Regions from separate parts of the Mus musculus genome. Here all the other regions are linked to region 1. A link is a contact called in public Hi-C and HiChIP or PLAC-seq data. All regions are on one chromosome and are shown on one strand. The core of a region is the stretch at or near the end of the contact, and the rest is flanking DNA. Distances in the headings are between cores, read along the strand shown.

Evidence for each region. A called contact is a pair of places that touch in the nucleus more often than the background predicts. HiChIP or PLAC-seq counts read pairs in DNA pulled down with a chosen protein or histone mark.
Region 2: a contact with region 1 is called in an H3K4me3 HiChIP or PLAC-seq map of embryonic stem cells, with 21 read pairs. The contact joins the enhancer-like site here to the promoter of Catsperg1 in region 1. A contact is called at or near these places in 1 of 39 promoter capture datasets (hematopoietic stem and progenitor cells), 2 of 15 datasets of contacts at CTCF or cohesin (large pre-B cells and pro-B cells), 8 of 484 Hi-C or Micro-C datasets (B cells, CD8 T cells, centroblasts and 5 more), 8 of 115 datasets of contacts at active chromatin or transcription factors (bone marrow-derived macrophages, embryonic basal ganglia, embryonic stem cells and 3 more) and 4 of 9 other capture datasets (adipose tissue, embryonic stem cells, liver and 1 more).
Region 3: a contact with region 1 is called in a Hi-C map of the G1E-ER4 cell line, with 2.3 times the contacts expected there. The contact joins the enhancer-like site here to the promoter of Catsperg1 in region 1. A contact is called at or near these places in 1 of 39 promoter capture datasets (liver), 1 of 15 datasets of contacts at CTCF or cohesin (embryonic stem cells), 5 of 484 Hi-C or Micro-C datasets (the G1E-ER4 cell line, embryonic stem cells, liver and 2 more), 6 of 115 datasets of contacts at active chromatin or transcription factors (embryonic basal ganglia, embryonic forebrain, embryonic stem cells and 1 more) and 3 of 9 other capture datasets (adipose tissue, liver and pancreatic islet).

Annotation. Positions count from the first base shown.
Region 1 is chr7:29,209,327-29,212,560 of GRCm38.p6, reverse strand. It overlaps Catsperg1 (cation channel sperm associated auxiliary subunit gamma 1), which reads left to right and starts at 1,636. Exons shown (of 28, transcript NM_001368407.1): 1 at 1,636-1,919; 2 at 2,028-2,081. The coding sequence starts at 1,647.
Region 2 is chr7:29,039,002-29,042,235 of GRCm38.p6, reverse strand. It overlaps Ryr1 (ryanodine receptor 1, skeletal muscle), which reads left to right. Exons shown (of 106, transcript NM_009109.2): 85 at 1,343-1,431; 86 at 1,527-1,655; 87 at 1,744-1,848. Among named protein-coding and RNA genes, the nearest start is that of Gm38979, 11 kb to the right of the region's middle. Within about 2 kb of position 1,780, at least 117 of the 459 cell types and tissues checked have an H3K27ac peak or open chromatin away from gene starts, as enhancers often do. A contact at or near this core is called in B cells, CD8 T cells, bone marrow-derived macrophages and 6 more, where this site is marked.
Region 3 is chr7:29,073,811-29,077,044 of GRCm38.p6, reverse strand. It overlaps Ryr1 (ryanodine receptor 1, skeletal muscle), which reads left to right. Exons shown (of 106, transcript NM_009109.2): 40 at 1-22; 41 at 112-244; 42 at 781-875; 43 at 1,746-1,881; 44 at 2,068-2,254; 45 at 2,341-2,449. Among named protein-coding and RNA genes, the nearest start is that of Gm26604, 3.8 kb to the right of the region's middle. Within about 2 kb of position 1,679, at least 2 of the 459 cell types and tissues checked have an H3K27ac peak or open chromatin away from gene starts, as enhancers often do. A contact at or near this core is called in the G1E-ER4 cell line, where this site is marked.

The DNA.
Region 1 (3,234 bases), core at 387-2,886:
GAGGTCTGAGCCAGGATCAGGGGCGTGGCCAAAAGAGGAGACAGAGCGAGGATTTGAACTACTGCAACACTCGGGGCCTGAACCAGGACCTGGGGCGTGGCCAAGAGAGGAGACTGAGCGAGGATTTGAACTATTGCAACACTCGGGGCCTGAACGAGGACCTGGGGCGTGGCCAAGAGAGGAGACTGAGCGAGGATTTGAACTATTGCAACACTCGGGGCCTGAATCAGGACCAGGGGCGTGGCCAAGAGAGGAGACAGAGCAAGGATTGGAACTACTGCAACACTTGGGGCCTGAACCAGTACCAGGGGCGTGGCCAAGAGAGGAGACTGAGCGAGGATTTGAACTACTGCAACACTCGGTGCCTGAATCAGGACCAGGGGCGTAGCCAAGAGAGGAGACTGAGCAAGGATTCGAACTACTGCAACACGTGGGGCCTGAACCAGGACCAGGGACATGGCCAAGAGAAGAAACAGACCGAGGATTTGAACTACTGCAACACTCGGGACCTGAGTCAGGGCCAGGGGCGTGGTCAAGAGAGGAGACGAAGCGAGGATCCGAACCACCGCGACACTCGGGGTCTGAGCCAGGACCAGGGGCGTGGCCAAGAGAGGAGACAGAGTGAGGATTTGAACTACTGCAACACTCAGGGCCTGAACCAGGACCGGGGGCGTGGCCAAGAGAGAAGACAGAGTGAGCATTTGAACTACTGCAACACTTGGAGCCTGAACCAGGACCAGGGTCGTGGCCAAGAGAGAAGGCAGAGTGAAGATCCGCTCTACCGCGACACTCCAGACCGGAGCCAGGACCAGGGGCGTGGCCAGAAGAGAAAGCAGAGCCAGGATCTGATTTCCAGAACGACTCAGACCTTGAGCCAAGGCAAAGAGCCTAGCGAGTTCGGAGGTGTGGGCGAGGATTCACGAAAGGACAAGAAGACTCTAAGCCGGTTCCTGAGCAGGGCAGGAGCGAAAAGAAAGGGGCGTGGCGAAGAGCAGTGTGTGGGCGGGGAACCTTTTGAGGGCGGAGCCAAGTCCCCTGAGGGGCACAGTGGTAAGGAAAACAGGAAGTGCTCTGGCAAGGCAAGAAAAAAAAAGAGGGACTTGGCGAAGAGTAGGTTAGGAGTTCCAAGAACGGGAACAGAAAAGAGCAAAGCCAGGGCAAAGAGAGAGAGAGTAACTAGGAAGCAGGGTGAAAAGAGCCGCAGGGGTAGGGACAGTAGTAAGAGCAGGGGCGGGGCGAGGAGTATTAGTAGGGGAGGGGCGAGGAGTATTAGTAGGGGAGGGGCGAGGAGTATTAGTAGGGGAGGGGCCGGGAGAAAGAGCAGGGGCGGGGCAAGGAGTGTTAGTAGGGGAGGGGCCGAGAGTAGGAGCAGGGGCGGGGCGAGGAGTATTAGTAGGGGAGGGGCCGAGAGTAGGAGCAGGGGCGGGGCGAGGAGTATTAGTAGGGGAGGAGCTGGGAGTAAGGGCGTGGCAAGGCCTAAGAGCAGGGCCCGGGCAGAGAGTAAGGGGCCCCAAAGCCTGATCAAAGGTGGAGCTAGGAAGAAGAGTGGGAAAAGGGGCAGGAACTGAGCGGTTTCCTAGAGATCAGCCTCAGCTAGCCAACTTGCAAGTGGGTGTTAATCCCCACGTTCTCCAGGTTCTAGCTACATGGTGTCCCGGCCAGCCATGTCCCCGGTCAGCCCTGTGTGGCCGAGAAAACCAAACCTTTGGGCATTCTGGGTACTGCGGCTAGTGCTATTGCTGTCGTTGAAGTCGTGGGCGGAAGATACCTTACAGCATTGCACCTGGCTTCTTGTCCTGAACAAGTTCGAGAAGGTAGGCTTGCATCTCTCCAAGGATCGATTTCAAGATCATGAGCCCATCGATACAGTGGCCAAGGTGTTCCAAAAGTTGACAGACTCGCCAATCGATCCGTCAGAGGTGAGGGAAGTGAGATCAAGAGTATCAAAGAGATTTGGGGTCAGTAAATAGAGAGATCTCGAGTCAGTACACCAAGTGACTAGGTATTTCCTCCACCTTTCTTTACAGAACTATTTGAGCTTTCCTTACTACTTGCAAATCAACTTTTCCTGTCCGGGACAGGTAAGAGTTTACAGTATGAGTAGGCTGATTTCTGTAAGTCTCCAGTTTCCCATTTTCAGCAGTGTTTTTTCAATACAGTTTAATAGTAGTCTCCACCAACCCTGAAGGCATTAAAGATTCAGTCTCCCACTAGGTACAAGAACACAATAGGGACAAAAAGTGAGCACAGCACTCCCCCCCCCACGGGGCCCCATTTTAAAATTGAGATGTAGCTCTTATTTTGTTTAGGGGCCTAGGGACAGAATCCAAGGCTTTGTACATGCTACCACTGCTACCTGCTACCACCCTGTTCTCAGCCCCTAAAGGTGTCGTTCTAAAGTATACAGATCAGTACATTTTAGTGTATCTACAGAGTCAGGCAACCGTTTCAGCTCCATTCTGTCATTCCATGACAGAAAAACTGTGACCAAGGCAACTTATAAACCAAAAGTCCATGAGCAGCACAGTAGGGAACCCGGTGGGACCACCATGGCAGGTACTTCCATCCACAAGCAGGAGGCAGAGAAAGCGAACTAGGAATGGTGCAGACCTCAAGGCCTAACACCCCTGGTGACACATCTTCTCCATGAAGGCCATATGTAATCCTATTCAGTCAGACCCACAGCTAAGGACCAAGCATTCAAACATAGGAGCCTGGGGTGTTCAAACAGTACCTCACTTAAGCAATCACACTAACCTCATTATCTTTCTCCGGAACGTTCCTATTATCCTCCAATAAGAACCCTGTGTCTGGGCCGGGCGTGGTGGCGCACGCCTTTAATCCCAGCACTCGGGAGGCAGAGGCAGGCGGATTTCTGAGTTCGAGGCCAGCCTGGTCTACAAAGTGAGTGCCAGGACAGCCAGGGCTATACAGAGAAACCCTGTCTGGAAAAACCAAAAAAAAAAAAAAAAAAAAAAAAGAACCCTGTGTCTAATAGTAGTTATTCTCTCTTTTAAAAAAAAAGCATTCATCTTATTTTTAATAGGTCTATGCATGTGCATGCAGTTGCCTGTGGAGGTCGGAAGAGGGTGATGAATTCCTGGGATTGGAGTTACAAGCTATTGTGGCTTGACATAGATGCTGGCAATCATGCTTTGGTCATCTAGAAGAACAGTTACACACTCTAACCATTGAGTCAGCCATCTCTCTGGCCCCACCCTCTTCCTTTCAGGA
Region 2 (3,234 bases), core at 531-3,030, 170 kb after region 1:
GCTACATACTAAATTCAAGGCTAGCCTGGGCTACATGATAGCCTGTCTCAAAGAGCAAGACAAAGCAAAATAAAACAAAACAAAAGAAGAGAACAAGGACAAAGAAATGGAGGATTTTATCTCTATCTATTAAATATTTGTTCAGGAAAACTTAATTAAAAAGCAATTAGAAGCTGGGAATGGTGACACATGCTTTTAATCCCAGCACTCAGGAGGCAGCAGCAGATGGATCGCTGGATTCAAAGCCAGTTTGGTCTATAGCGCTAATTCCAGGACACTCAAGGCTATACAGAAAAACCCTGTCTTGAAAAAAAACACTAAACTAATTAATTATTTAATATAAATAAAAACAATTGAAGCTGGGTGTGAGGGTAGCACAGTTGTAATTCTGGTAGGTGAGAGTCTGAGGTAAGAGGGTTTAAGGCTAGCCTGAGGCACTCTCCAGACTGTCTCAGAGAAACAGAAAGAGAAGCTGGTTAAACAGCTCAGTGGATAAAGGACTTGATGCCAGGTCTCGTGACCTGAACTCCTTCTCAGGACGCACTTGGTGGATGGAGAGAGCTGACTTCTAGCCTTATTAGCATCCAGCATGTATTAGCCCTCCCCTGCTTCACCTCAGGAATAAACAAATGAAAAAATTTACAGGATTCACTGTAGCCTTGAATGGCCTGGAACTTGCCCAATACACTAGGCTAGCTTCAGACTCACAAAGATCTACCTGACTGTCTTCCTAGTGCTGAAATTAATGACAGGGACTATCATACCCATACCTAAATAAATGAAAAAAAAATTTTTTTTCGTGTGTATGGGTATCGAGTATGTATGGGCCCTGTGTGCATGCAGTTCTCGAGGAGACCAGAAGAGGGCGTCAGATCACCGGGGACTGGAGTTACAGATGGTTGTGAGCCACTATATGGGTGCTGGAAATTGAACCCAGGACCTGTGCAGGAGCAGCCAATGCTCTTAACCACTGAGTCATCTCTCCAGGCCCATAAAGTAATCTTTTAAAATTTACAAAGAAAGAGAGAGAGGAGAGAGAGAGAGAGAGAGAGAGAGAGAGAGAGAGAGAGAGAGAGAATAGGAAAGAGAAGTGGGGGGCTGAATCCCCACTGCATTTGCTGCACGGAGAACCTCCGCAGTGTCTTTAGATAAATGTCAAATATCTAAGTGACCCTCCATCCCTGTGTGGCACACATACTTCATACTTCCAAAGGTAATTTCATGACTTCCGGCACACAGTAGGCATGAAATATGAACCCTGATCCTAACCCTAAATGAGCAGACACCATTGTCTCCCCAGACACAGGCGCTCACTGAATGAATACATGTTTCATTTCCTCAGATTTCCAAAACTACCTACGGACACAGACTGGGAACACGACCACCATCAATATCATTATCTGCACAGTGGACTACCTCCTGCGGCTGCAGGTGAGGAAGGGTGGCCCAGCCCCATGGGACCTGAGCCAGGGGCCCGAGGGACCTCGCATGGCTCCAGCATCCTTCATGCCCTCCCGGACCCACAGGAATCCATCAGTGACTTCTACTGGTATTACTCGGGCAAGGATGTCATCGAGGAACAGGGAAAGAGAAACTTCTCCAAAGCCATGTCGGTAGCTAAACAAGTGTTCAACAGCCTCACCGAGTACATCCAGGTAGGGTCCGCACTCGGGGACCTGCGGAGGCGGAGCTGCCGGCATCCAGCGCTCCTGCTGAGGCTTCAGGCCACCCTTTGTTCCCCAGGGACCCTGCACCGGAAACCAGCAGAGTCTGGCGCACAGTCGCCTCTGGGATGCCGTGGTGGGCTTCCTGCACGTGTTCGCGCACATGATGATGAAGCTGGCTCAGGTTTGAGTTCGTCTGAGAACAGCTCTTTCCCTCCAGCCATCCCCTAGAATCCCCTGATCGGCCCCTGTCCCACTGGTCGGTCCCCTAGTGCTCTGCGCATGCTCCAGACAGGTTCGCTCCCTATGGCCCAAACCCCTTCTGAATTGGTCGTCTGCATGCTTTTTCCTCTTTCCCACTAAACTGCTCATTTCCCACCTATACTTCCACCGGTTTGACTTTGGAGCCCATCCCTCCCGTCCAGAACTCTTCTAGGACAGGTTCATACCATTTTCCTTCTAATGAGGTCATCCCAGATTCTTCCAGCTCTGGGGAATAGGATGGGACTATGTTGCTAGGTTAGGACCTGGGGCTGAAGCGTTCCTTCTTTTACCCTGCCTGCGGCAGAAGACTCCCGTGCCAAGTACCCATGATGTAAGGATCCTGCTCCCAGAATACTTGCCTTGCTCCTCTACAGCTTCGTGAATGCCTCGCGCACACCTCATCCATTTTGTGCTTCTGCTTGGTCGCCTTAGTCAAAGCTTCCATGTACAGTTATGCGAGTTTGTGCTCCGCGGGCAACCACGTGGCGCTAGACACAACCTAACCATTGCAAATATATTGGTGCAGTACAATAACTGTCCGGCAGGTGGCAGACAAGTATTCCATATAATTTCCCACAAAGCAGTGTCTTAAGAAAGCAGAGACCTCCTAATTTGTCCAGAGTGCCATCTGACTATGAAAGGAATTGAACTGAAATTTTTCAGTTTCTCAGTACAGTTGGCCGTGTGATGTTGCTGTAAACTTTAAATATTGGTGGAAACACACTTTCAAGTATTATGATAATTCATCAGCCGTACTCCAGACACACGTGATAAGGGATATTCAATACAAGGAGCTGGAAGTGTGACTCAGTCGTAGAACACCTGCCTAGAATCATTTAGTTAGGGCCTGAGAAAAAATGGTGCTAGGCTTCTCTTCACCACACTAGCAGCTCCAGGCTGTGTGAAACAGGTCTTTCCTAAAAGTTTTAAATAAAAGATCCAAGATTCTCTAACTGCTATCTTGGGTCATGTGCTTGCCAGTGGTCTCAGCCCTAGGGAAGAAAGGTTGGCCAGACCCACTGATGTATTCATTCCTAGAGCCATGAGTTAGCCCCATGAGCTCTGAAAGAATTATAACTCACCCCCTCAACTGTGACATCTAAGACAGGCTCGTGGGAAGGCACAGAGCCCAGGCCCACTTAACCTAGAGATACTTGCTTCCTAGTTTGTTGAGGCCTTGGGTCAGAATACCAAACTTTGAAACCATGGGTTGCATTAGGGTCAGAATGAGCGGCTCACAGTGCAACCAGGTAGCACAGCTCATGTGTAAGTCATGAATGGCATGTGCATGTGACTCAGTATAGTA
Region 3 (3,234 bases), core at 430-2,929, 140 kb after region 1:
CCTTGGGGGCGGCGAGTCAAAGGTGAGGGGCCTGGATGGATGTGTCGGCTCAGGGAGGGGGACACAGAGAGCAGGCACTCACCACTGGTCCTCCCTGTCTGCTCCCTGCAGGAGATCCGCTTCCCCAAGATGGTGACAAGCTGCTGCCGCTTCCTCTGCTACTTCTGCCGAATCAGCCGGCAGAACCAGCGCTCCATGTTTGACCACCTGAGCTACCTGCTGGAGAACAGCGGCATTGGCCTGGGTGAGCTATCCTCAGCTACATAACAAGTTCAAAGCCAACCTGGGCTACCCTGAGACTCTTTCTCAAAAACAGCATAAAACCCAAACCTAGGAAACAGTGGCTCAGACAACCTTGACTGACCCACAGTTCACAGAGCAGACAAAGAATAAAGTTCAGCCCAACCCAGAGCCCCGAGCGTTGGGATTGGAAAAGCTCAGACCAGCAGAGGCACTTAGTACATTTTGCAAAGGGGGTGGTCAGGAAGGACTTCCCAGAGGAGGAGACACAGTCAGGAGTTGAGAGGGGCTGGAGAGATTACTCACTGGCTAAGGGTGCTTATTGCTCTATCAGAAGGACCAGAGTTCAGATCCCAGAACTCAGTTTATGTGACTCACAGTCACCTCCAGCCCTAAAGGATCTGGTGTCCTCTTCTGGCTTCTACGTTTACCTGCATCACACACACACACACACACACATACACACACAGAGAGAGATGCACTTAAATAGTTTTTTTTTAAAAAGGAGTGGGAAACTCTAACTGCTCTTTGTCTCCACAGGCATGCAGGGCTCCACACCCTTGGATGTAGCTGCTGCTTCTGTCATTGACAACAACGAGCTAGCCTTGGCATTACAAGAGCAAGACCTGGAAAAGGTGTGGCCGGAGGAGACCTGGTCACGCCCAACTGTGTGGGCACATGCTGGCTCTGAGCACCCTGTTCAGACTGATGCTGGCCATCCCAGGGCCCAATCAGAAAGGGGCTGACTTGCAAGGAGCAGCCAGCAGCCAGTGGCTCCTTTACTCTGCAGAAGAGGGGCTGGGAGCAGGTCTATGGGCTACGCTCCCATCCGGGTGGCCCTGGTTATCATAGAGGAGTAGGGCTACAGAGCCTTTGGAGTTCAGACACTAGTCAGTAGTTCCACTCCTTGTTGAGTGGCCTGGGAAAGAGACGGCTTCTTTTGACCTCTGTCACTTAATCTGTTCAGGGAATATGCGATCATGATTTTTAAGCATTTATAAGCCAGGCCTGGTGGCTCGTGCCGTCAGTTCCAGCACTCTGAGGCAGAGGCAGGCGTGAGTCTGTGAGTCTGAAGCCAGCCTGATATTCATAGTGAGCTCCTGCAAGGCTGCATTAGAAAGACCGTGTTAAAACAAAACAAAACAAAACAAAACAAAACAAAACAAAGGCTGGTTAAAGAAGCTAAAGTAATATTTGCATAAAGCTCAGAATGATGTGAGCAGCTCAGTGGACCCCAGAAGAGGAGCAGCACAGAGGCCTTGGAGCAGCAGAGGACGGGTGATGGCTGGGACAGAAGCAGTGGGGGCTGAGTGGCGAGAGGTGACATCACAGAGGTCCTGTGGGCCATGGCAAGGTTGTTGGGCTTTATCACAAGTGAGACAGGACCAGTGTTGGGCAGGAGAAGGAAGCCCTGGCTCATGTTTGTGGGGTGGGTGTGAGGTAGATAAGGACCGGATCTTGGGGAGGAGAGTGGTCTTAGACTAAGCTCCGTTTCCACGTTGCAGGTTGTGTCATACCTGGCAGGGTGTGGCTTACAAAGCTGCCCCATGCTTCTGGCCAAAGGGTATCCTGACATCGGATGGAATCCCTGTGGGGGCGAACGCTACCTCGACTTCCTGCGTTTTGCTGTCTTTGTCAACGGTGAGGCAGGGTGGGGCCTGTGGGGTCACTGGCTAAGCTTCCCTCTGGTGACATTCATCTCCTGGGCAGGGGTCCCTCTAAGTAGACTTGCAGGTCAACAGGGACCTGACATTACCCTTGAGTGTGTTAGCTTCTGGGATTGCGTGGGGGTTCCCCAAGAGCTCTCCTGAACTTTCTGGGTGCCAGGTGAGAGCGTGGAAGAGAACGCTAACGTGGTTGTGCGGCTGTTGATCCGCAAACCCGAGTGCTTTGGACCTGCCCTGAGGGGTGAGGGTGGCTCAGGGCTGCTGGCTGCCATCGAAGAGGCCATCCGAATCTCTGAGGATCCCGCACGGGATGGGCCGGGTGTCCGCAGGGACCGGCGACGTGAGCAGTGAGTCCCCGTCCCTGTCCCCTTTCCAGGATGGTAGCCATCACTACCATGTCTCTGGATTCTAACCACCACCTTCTCCTCTCCAGCTTTGGTGAGGAGCCCCCTGAAGAAAACCGGGTACACCTGGGACATGCCATCATGTCCTTCTATGCTGCCTTGATTGACCTGCTAGGACGCTGTGCACCTGAGACGCATGTAAGCCCTGGGGGCGGGGGTGGGGGGAATGGAGAAAGCAAGGTGGGGTGGGAGGGAGTTGGGTGTGCATGATCAGCATTCAACCTCAGCATTCAGGTACTGGACAGCATTCATATAGCTCACTTGGGTGTGGTCCTGGGCTGTGATGCTGGGCATACACTTATGACCAAAACACCCTCAGGTTCCAAACCCGTGGAGCCTAACCAGTAGAGGAGGGAGACAAGATGTGAAGAAGCAAAGGACTCCTGGTAGGAGTAGAGGGATTCCTCACGGAGAGTAGAACCAAAACTGGTGCCACACTGCACCCTGGCACACACACCTATGATCACAGCACTGTAGAGGCAGGAGTACTGAGTCTGAGGCCAGGCCAAGTTACGTGACAAGACCCTACCTCATAGCTGTGTATGGTGGCCCACACTTGTAGTCCCAGAACTTGGAAGATAAAAAGCAGGAGGATCAAAAGTTCCATGCCATCTTGGCTAAATAGCAAGTTGGAGGCCAGCCTGGATTGCGTGAGAACTTGTCTCAAAAAAAAAAACAAAACAAAAACAAAACAAAAAAAAAAAACAAAAAAAACAAGGGGATAGGCTGTAGAGATGGCTCAGTGGTTAAGAGCACCTGCTACTCTTCCGGAGGACCTGGGTTCAATTCTCAACACTCACATGACAGCTCACAACCATCTGTAATTACTGTTTCAGGGGATCTGACACCCTCACACAGACCAATGTACACCGATGTACATGAAATCAAATTAAATTATTATCAAACAAGGGGCTACTGACTCA